Regions from separate parts of the Zea mays genome. Here region 2 is linked to region 1. The links are chromatin contacts, called in public Hi-C maps. All regions are on one chromosome and are shown on one strand. The core of a region is the stretch at or near the end of the contact, and the rest is flanking DNA. Distances in the headings are between cores, read along the strand shown.

What was found. Hi-C and Micro-C count contacts between places; a contact is called where the count stands out from the background.
Region 2: a contact with region 1 is called in a Hi-C map of leaf, with 5 times the contacts expected there. The contact joins the promoter of LOC103639325 here to the promoter of LOC103638597 in region 1. A contact is called at or near these places in 10 of 25 Hi-C or Micro-C datasets (bundle sheath, ear, leaf and 3 more) and 1 of 3 datasets of contacts at active chromatin or transcription factors (leaf).

Annotation. Positions count from the first base shown.
Region 1 is chr9:146,667,960-146,672,806 of Zm-B73-REFERENCE-NAM-5.0, reverse strand. It overlaps LOC103638597 (coronatine-insensitive protein homolog 2), which reads left to right and starts at 2,460. Exons shown (of 3, transcript XM_020543912.2): 1 at 2,460-4,847.
Region 2 is chr9:146,919,757-146,924,603 of Zm-B73-REFERENCE-NAM-5.0, reverse strand. LOC103639325 (putative serine/threonine-protein kinase) reads left to right here and starts at 2,995. Exons shown (of 7, transcript XM_008662086.4): 1 at 2,995-4,847.

The DNA.
Region 1 (4,847 bases), core at 1,211-3,710:
GGCACCTAGGAGTATAAACTTTTGTGGTCTCTCATGCATTTGAACACCTAACAGTATAAGCCTCTGTGGCCCCTCATGTTTTAGGGTGTTTTTAGTATAGGCTTTTAGGAGAAGATATTTAAAGATAAATAGAAAGTATGAATAGGAGGATTTGAGAGAGAACCGTTGGAATTCATGTGAGATATGAGGGTCTTGAGACAACGTGCATGCTTATGGTGTTGGGAAGTTGGGACTATGTCTGTGGAGTGGCCGAGCAGGTAGATAATAAAGGGATACAAGTGGCAGCATCGAGACAATTGCATTTTTAGGAATACAAACAATGCGCTTCACAAATAATGCCATCCCACATATTTGCTTCGGCAAAAATGGGATTATAAACGTCTTTTAATTGATTAAGCTGCCATTTAGTATCTTATCTTCTTTTTCTAATATAATCTCATGTATTTTGTTCCTTATGAGGCACTTTTGGCCCTCACGGAAGCCAGCAGGATGCATGACACTTTTGCCCCTCACGGTGGATTCATCTTTTATGGCTACTTTGGTAACTCTATTCTTTAGAATTGATTCCTATTTTTCAAGGGAAGATGAACTAATATCCTTAAAAAATGGAAATCTCTTAAAAAAAGTAGGGTTGTCAATCTAGCACTTTGGGGTCAGTTCTTAGACATTGTTATTTGATCCATCTTACTTGAAGCTTTTCACTTGTGCGCTGCTTTCAACACTAAGGGGCATCTAAAGTACTGCTCGATCTAACAACTGGTACGTGAGATTGTGACTGGCATAAGGATGTACTCGTATGTGAGATTATTATCTAGGTTGTGCCAGCAGCATACTTTATAACTTTGCTCAGCTTTTGCTGGTATATAAGTAATACCGTATGTTAATTAATACTAGTGCACTTGGACGGAAAGGTCGCAAATCATGGAAGTGGGACCTGGCCACTGCATTTCTCTGCCCATTATTTTATTTGGGATGTGGCCAAGCAGAAAGTTTGTGCGATTGATTGGCTTGGTCCGATTTGTTCGATTATAATTGTTTGTTCTTTTGGTGCGCATTGCCCCCCCCCTCTCTCTCTCTCTCTCTCTCTCTCTCTCTCTCTCTCTCTCTCTCTCTCTCTCTCTCTCTCTCTATCTCTCTCTCTCTCTCTCTCTCTCTCTCTCTCTCTCTCTCTCTCTCTCTCTCTCTCTCTCTCTCTCTCTCTCTCTCTCTCTCTCTCTCTCTCTCTCTCTCTCTCTCTCTCTCTCTCTCTCTCTCTCTCTCTCTCTCTCTCTCTCTCTCTCTCTCTCTCTCTCTCTCTCTCTCTCTCTCTCTCTCTCTCTCTCTCTCTCTCTCTCTCTCTCTCTCTCTCTCTCTCTCTCTCTCTCTCTCTCTCTCTCTCTCTCTCTCTCTCTCTCTCTCTCTCTCTCTCTCTCTCTCTCTCTCTCTCTCTCTCTCTCTCTCTCTCTCTCTCTCTCTCTCTCTCTCTCTCTCTCTCTCTCTCTCTCTCTCTCTCTCTCTCTCTCTCTCTCTCTCTCTCTCTCTCTCTCTCTCTCTCTCTCTCTCTCTCTCTCTCTCTCTCTCTCTCTCTCTCTCTCTCTCTCTCTCTCTCTCTCTCTCTCTCTCTCTCTCTCTCTCTCTCTCTCTCTCTCTCTCTCTCTCTCTCTCTCTCTCTCTCTCTCTCTCTCTCTCTCTCTCTCTCTCTCTCTCTCTCTCGGCCTCCTTTTCCTTCGAAAGGAACCGCTTATTGATACTACTGACAAGGCGGTTTTATTTTACTTTGCCACTACCACACTAGAATGTATTAGTCAAAGTATATCATCACTAGCTTGAACATAACGCGTTCTTGGTCAAAAGACTCTTCGCCATGCCCATGTCTGCAGACTGCAGACTATGCCTTCCAATTAATTTACATTTCCTGCAATACTAATAATCTCCAATGAGAAAAGTTGCACAGCTCAAATACCTAGGAATGTGAGCATTTACATCTACCATTTCCGTATTAGTACAGCTAGCGGTCTTAAAAAAATATATAAGATCTCAGCTGTCTAGTAAAATAAAAATTTGCTAAAAAGAGGTCGGATCTGAAAGTAGGTTTTCCATCCTCTCTCTCACTCACGGCTGACAGCCTAGAGAAAGAACCCCGTATTCGCCGTTGGACCGTACGTGCACACGCTTCGGCCTCATGCCTGAAGCGTACGAGAAAGAAACGGAGCCAGCTCCGTTCTCAGCCACAGCAAAGAACCACGCATGGTCTCTGCAGGCACAAAGAAAACGTGAGCGGATCCGGCCGGGGCACGCCGAGGTCCGATCCGAGCTCTGCGGTCGGTCGCGGCCGCGGTTAGGAAGGAAGAGCCGAGCCGAGCCGAGAACGTGTGCGGCATGCGTCCGCGTCCGTCCACAAATCACTCTCGCCCCCTCTCGGCGTCCCTGGACCGCGCGCTGCCAAAAGAAGAGGGGCCATGCGCCTGCCTGGTCGTTGCCGGAGAGCGAGTGCACAAAAACGTGCTTGCTAATGCGACTGCCCCCGCCTTTTTTCATGCTTCCGGTTCTCCGCATTTAGCCATGGTCGACGGAGCCCCGTCCGTCGTCGATCGATCGACCGACGGACTGACTCCTCGATCGCATCGTCCGGCGGTCGCCGACTCGTCGATCGACCCATGGACTGGACTCCTCGATCGGCGATTGCATTCTCCGGCGGCGCCGCCGGCCGCCGCCGACTCGCCGGACCAGGTAGCTGGGCGCGCGGCCGCTGGCGGAGGGCCGTACTCGGATTTTCTCTGTAGTTCGAGGCTGGCTGCGGCGAGCCAAGCAGCTGATCGACGACGACGACGACGACGACGCGTGCCTGGGAAACCGTCGATCGGCCGGCGCATCCGCCAAGAAGCCCATTGCTGCGCGCTTTCATCCTTCCGCTCCAAACAGGTAATTCGTGTTCTTTAATTAATATTATAACCCCCTTCCCGGAAAGTGGTTATTCATTCTCTTGTTTGATGCATGTCAGCAGCGTCGTCCTTCTAAACTCGTGTGCATGGATAAAAATTACCGACAGGGAATTTGAATATAGGGAAAACGTGCAATGTTTTGGGCTTTTAAATTGTTATGCCCAAACTATGTCTCGTACGTTACTGCTATCTCAGCATAGCTGCCATTTTTAAAGCCACGGCAAGACGTATTATATACCGCCTGCACTAATAAAACTGAAATCGAATAAAACTCGAGGGTATGAATAGACGCTCGGCAACAGAAGGTTGAGCTTGATGCTTCAACTTGTCACTTTGCCTCATGAAGAGCTAACGGCACTGCACATCACGGGACGACAGCGGAGGAGTGGGCGACGTACGAGATCCAGAGGGAGGAAGTAGGAATGGGCATTCGGTTAATATGGGTAATTCGGTTCGGTCTATTTGGTTTTTACAAAAATCGGGTTCTGCAAAATAGGAACCGAACCCGAACCCATAATTACAGGAACCGAACCCAAATAGACCAAAAAATTCGGTTCGGTCTATTCGGTTCCTATAGAACCCGAATAACACGAACTGGAGCGGGACACCGAAGCTAGAGCGGACGCCGGAGTTGGAGCTGGACCTGGGCGGGCGGGGGAAGCTGGAGCAGTAGCAGTAAGCCGGACGCCGGAGTTGGAGCTGGAGCGCAGCCGCGCCCACGGACCTGGGCGGGCGGGGGAAGCTGGAGCAGTAGCAGTAACAGTAAGCCGGACGCCGGAGTTGGAGCTGGAGCGCAGCCGCGCCCACGCAGGAGCAGCTCGCCGGTCGCCGGGATTAGTGGAGCCGACGCCGGGAGCAGTGGACGGCGGGCTGCGGCAGGCGGCGGCCGAGCAGTGGAGAGGATCTAGGGTTGGCTGCAGAGAGGAGCAGTGGACTGCGGTCGAGCAATGGAGAGGAGCAGTGAACTGCCGGCTGCTGTACAGGCGTATAGCGGTAGTGCGGTCAGGGAGACAGGGTCACAGGGAGGACCGGACTTCGGAGGAACGACCAGGGCACGTGATATTGGGCTAAGTGGGCCAATTGGCTATTGGGCTGACTGATGACTGCTGTCTGTTCGGTTTTTTTTTTTGTCTATTCGGGTTACGTGATATAAAAACCGAACCCTAACCCGATAACCGAATAGATATGATCTGTGAACCGAACCCGAAAACCGAAACCCGAAAAACCGACCAATTCGATCTATTCGGGTTCGGGTTCGGTTCGGATTCGGTTCACGGGTTTGAAATGCTCAGCCCTAGGAGGAAGGGGCCCCGGAAAATGTCGGCCACCACACCAAGGCTAAAAGCAGACGTTTCCTCTTCGGTTTCTGTGATTCAGCTAGGATTGTTATGTTATGACATGGCTAAACGTACAGCCTGCCTAGTACTAGCAATTAGGCTATTGCCAATCGATAGTAGTCATTAATAAAACACCACATAAGATTTTTTGCTGATGTGGCAAGACATTTAATAGAAGGAAGAAAAAGTGGTATATCTTATATAAGATACTGCTTTGACACGAGATCTTAGGTTGTGGCACAAAAAAATAATGTTCGGGTCCACTCTCGTAGACACGACATCACACCAATTAAATAGTTTAAATTGGTGTGATGTCGTGTCCAAACTATTTGCTAGATACTACATATTGTGAAGGGTATATCTTCCTAGCAGTATCATACTTTGTATTTCATGTGACATATTTTGATATTGAAGTATTATATTTTGGACTGAGAATAGCCTTATTATACTTCATTTACATACTCTAAATACCACAATCAAATTTAGTTACTTTAGGAGCTAAAAGTGACTAAAATATTGAAAAGATACACTTTTAGCCACTTTTACCTTCTAAAGAGGAGTTATAATTTAGGGCCTATTTGGATCAAGA
Region 2 (4,847 bases), core at 1,746-4,245, 250 kb before region 1:
GATATATACCACGGTTTGCATGGTCTCATCATTGAAGAGCATGTGTCACACCTGCCGGTAAAAGTTCCCTCGTACATTGTCAGTCATCAGGTACGCACCACCATACACGCTTGCTTAAACAAAAAAGCAAGTGTATGTGTTTGCGAAGAGAATTAAAGGCATGCCGACACAAAAGCTACCCCGACGATGGCGAGTGATCATTACTGTCGGTCCTCCTCTTCGTAACCTCTGGTGCCAAGATGACGCCAAAGTCCTTGATATAGTAGTTGTCAAACGCGCACGACATGGCAAGTACCGATGACTCTTGGCTGGGCTGTCAAACGAAGTGCACCCCAGGCTCACCAGCGAGGTAGTACACCTAGCCGTTGCACCACCGGATGTGTTACTCCTCTACATAAATCTTGTTGGAGGACACTCACACAATGTCAGCAACGGCCGTCGTCCCAGCGCACAAGAATTCATGGTCGGCCAGTAGTGACTTACGTGGGAGGTTGAGCTTTAGGTGGATGATGAGCCGGACGGTGTGACGGCACCGTTGTCGGATGCGGTGCCCATAACAACCCGATAGTCATCGGCGTTGGCGACGACCATGAGGTCTCCCTATTTGAAGATGGACAGCGCGATGCAGCCGCTCTGGACCGCGTCCAAGCGGTGGCTGCGCCGGAGCTTGCCGAACACAGCGACGCATGTGGCCACGTAATACTGCTTCCAGAGGTCGAACTGGCAGTCGCCAAGCTTCTTCTCGTCGTCGATGAGCGACGCCAACGCGAGCGCCTCCTGCCAGTGGTGTTTGTTCGGGGTTTCCAAGTAAGAAACATGGATTCATCTTTGGCGTTGGTTTATGAAAATGACTCACAAGTTAGATCCATGGAAAAATATTACGGAGAATAAATGTCACACATATAAAAAAGAATTTAAGTTGAAAACATTATTCAAACAAAAGAAATTGCATGCAAGGCTCTTCTTTAAATACTACTCCCTCCATCCAAAAATATAATTCAGGAATCTCGTTGATAATTATCTACTACTACACATTATGCAAAGGTAGCATGTGGGCTTTGAGAGAGATGTAGTAGATATTTTTACTGTAACAGATATTGACATAAACACACATGTGGTGTAGTGGTAGCTACGAGCACATTTGCTTGAGAGGTCACAGGTTTGAATCCCATTGGGGCCACATTTGTGTTTTTTTATTTAATTTTAGCTAGGCGTGGGATGCACGGGGAGGGGGGAGAGGGTAATGGGAATGACAGAACACGGAATGACAACCGGGAATGAGAATGGGAAGACAGTGCGGGGAGGGGGGAATGGAAATGGCAGAACACAGAATGGCAGCCTACCCCTTACCGCCTTAATAAGTAGTAGAGATAATTTGAATATGAATATATAGATAGATAAACTGCTGGAGATAGTCTTATGACGCAATATGGCACATGATGTACTCTAACAAAATTATTTTTATAGGTATTGTATTTGTTTTTCATAGACGTGATGAAGATGTATTTGTAACTTAGTGGTGATGTTATATTTAAAACATTAGATCCTAAGTTCAAACAAAACCACGAGTAAAGCATTGTCTGGTGTGGGCTATGGTGCTTGGAACCGGGTTGGGTATACTTGGGGCCTGTTTCGGCTTCTAGCGCCGTCAGAATCGGTTTTAGGCCGCTAAACACTTCACTTCTCATTCCGTTTATATGAGAATCGTTTTTTAGAAAATTGTTGTATCGTGTTTCAAAAACCGAAGGACAATGAGATATATGTTCGTGGAGATATTAGCGCAAACTCACTCCGAATGGTAAATTGCTGGGATTTGAGCATAGAGTTTGGAACAGAGAGATTATACTGTTTCAAGCTTGCGCCTTAGTCCACTTCAGTTAAGACTTGTTCTCTACTAGCAAGAGGGCGATCTATCGCCCCGGGTTGAGGTAGCGTTCCTGACGTCGTTCATAGTGTCGTGTGTAGCCGTACTTCCGGTATGGGGGTACCACCTTATTTGTTCGTCGTACAAATTCTTGTAGTGAGTCCGTTGTTGATGTCCTTGTAGTAGTGCGTGGTGGGTCCCATGGATTTTTCTCATGGTGGGATCGTGTGTTGCACGACTCTTTCTGCCGTCATGAGCCCTGCATCACCTGCTGGTGTGTAGGCATATACTCGGTATAGTGCACTGTCCCGTCTTTTCTGGTACACGGGGCACTATACAGACTCCGGTGCTGAGGTTCTTCCACGACTAAGGTTGACTTACCCCATAGGGCAGTGGGGACACGTCTGAGACCGTACGTGGGGCGTACAGTTGTGTCGATAGTCCTCCCGATGGCCCTTTGGTATGCTGCACATATGTTCAAACGTGGCATGTTGATGACACGTCTTGTCGTAGATGACGCGGGATAATTTTACTTGGACTGGGACCTCCGCCTCGTCGAGTTGTTTGGCTAGGACTTGATCGACCGCTCTGCCTTGCAGGCTTGCTCGGGGGGACTTGATCGACCGCTCTATTTCGTAGGCTTGCTCGGTGTGGACTTAGTCGGTCGTCCGCCATGTAGGCATGCATGCTCGACGAGGACTTGTTTGGTCGCTCTGCCTTGTAGGTTTGCTCGACGGGGACTTGGTCAGTCGCTCCTTGTAGGGCTGTCCGGCAGAGGATCTGATCGACAAACGAGCCGAAATGAGGTTATGGACCTATTTCAGGTACCATGTTTCCAAGTACCCGACAACAATTCGTGAGTCTTCGTGTAACTAGAGTTGTGTAGAGGCTTTTCCTTAAGGTCCGAATCCTCGGTGCACGCAAACGCATAGGTTAGATGTAGCCCTAAGCCCTCAAGTCTATACTATACTTAAAGCACCAGTTTCAACGGTCGTCGTGCGTCAAAATTTTACAAAAACCCCCTTTCCATTTATTCTAAATCAGCCTACAGTTGTCACGTCGTTCACGAACGTGATGCCTCCTCTCACACACGTATACTCTCTGACTATGTCCTCCGCGCAAAATGGAAGCAACAAACCAACCGCTTCATCAGTGACCTAACAAACAATCCGTCGTGGCTATCCGCGCGCAATGGAAGCAACAAACCTTCGTACCATCAGTGAACTAACAAAGAATCCGCTATGGCTATCGGATAAGCCTTATCTTCTCCAACAAACAACAAATAAATCCCGCCATAACATGCATGACGATCGTGCTCGCCAAAGTGATCCGTGTCTTCTACCCGCTCGCCGACATGCTCCGCCAGGACGACGCCTACCGACTCGACGGCCGCATCCACCAGGACGACACCGATGGCGGCGCTCTCACCGTCGAGAACGACGAGGGCGTGGAGGTCTTCGAGGGCGAAGCCGAGGCCGAGCGCGTCTCCTTCCACCCGCTCGTCGGTCGCATCCTCCAGGACGAACGGCGACGCGCTCGCCGTCGAGGGCGACGAGGGCGTGGACTTCTTTGAAGGCAGGCAAGCGGCGGCAATTGCTGTCGCGGGCGACCATGCAGCGCAACTGGAGAAGGCCGATCTAGCCGCCGCGATGATGCTCCTCCTCCTCGACGCTACCTCGCTCCGCTACTCGCCCGCCGCGCTGGTAGCCGCGCACGAGAGGTTGTGGGCCTGCAGGGTCTCCATCGCCGTACGCACGAGAGGTTTGCTAATATTGTGAGAGCGAAAGAAATTATCCAACTTTAGACATCAGCAAAGCCATGTTCATATATTTTTCATTTCAATGTTATGTGTGCAATTACATTTATTCATCTACTCATTCTTACATGCATATTTATGTAGTAAAACTGGAATAGTGTTCATATCAACTTAGCTTAGGAACATACATGAATTATTTGTACTACAAACCGAACTATAGGTTGTATATACTTTCGTGCCTATACCATTAGTGAGGGAAGTAGCGTGCACGGTCGTACTACCATCTTCGTGCATTGTTTTGGGGTTTCAACTCTGTCATGTTCTCTTATTAACTAATCTGTTGTTCTTTTGTTTCAAGTGCCCACACGCAGAGATTTCACAAGCGTTTTTATGCGGTTTCAGATGTTGATGAGTGTCATTAATATGACCAGCGTTTTTAGGCGTTGCTGAAAGAAAAAAAATAAGGCAGCAATGTTGGGTCATTAATATGCAGATTCTTGCATATAGAATCATATTATATTGAATGTCTCTCCTACTTAGAGTAAAACTAATTGCTTCTTGCATATAGACTCATATTATAATAGATTTCAAATCATCATGTGAATAGTATGCAAGATCTTTGCTATCTACTGTAGACTGTAGTATGTGACAATGTAGGCATGGTCCTGTTCCTTGTTTCTGTACAGTTTCTACCATGTTCTTGCCTCCATTTATGGAACGAAACTTGCCTGAGTATGGCCACAAGCCATATAAAATTTTACTCTCGTGAGTACTTAATACTTATGAAAATAAATTCAAAGGGTGAATCTCATGATACTTTGAACAATTATATTGTGAAAATAAATTCAATGATGTACCTAATGATATTTATTTGGTAATGAACTGACGGAAACAATTTGACAAGATTATATATAACATACTAATATACATCAGTACATACCAGATTACCAGCTAATAATCAATTGATCTAAGACAATCTAGACAATGTAGGTGTGAACTAAGATTGATTTATAGAGTCACTCATTATATATGATTGTGTGTTATTGTTCCTGTGCGCCGTCGTATCGCACGGGCACAGTACTAGTAATCATGTATGGATCGCTTGGGGGGTTTATTCCGCGTGCGTGTAGTTTAGGTGCGGATCGTTTCTACGATGGTCGTCACGCGCTGATTGTGAGTCCATCATTATTGGTTTTCTGTTAAAACCGAATTCCGGGTACGCCCAAG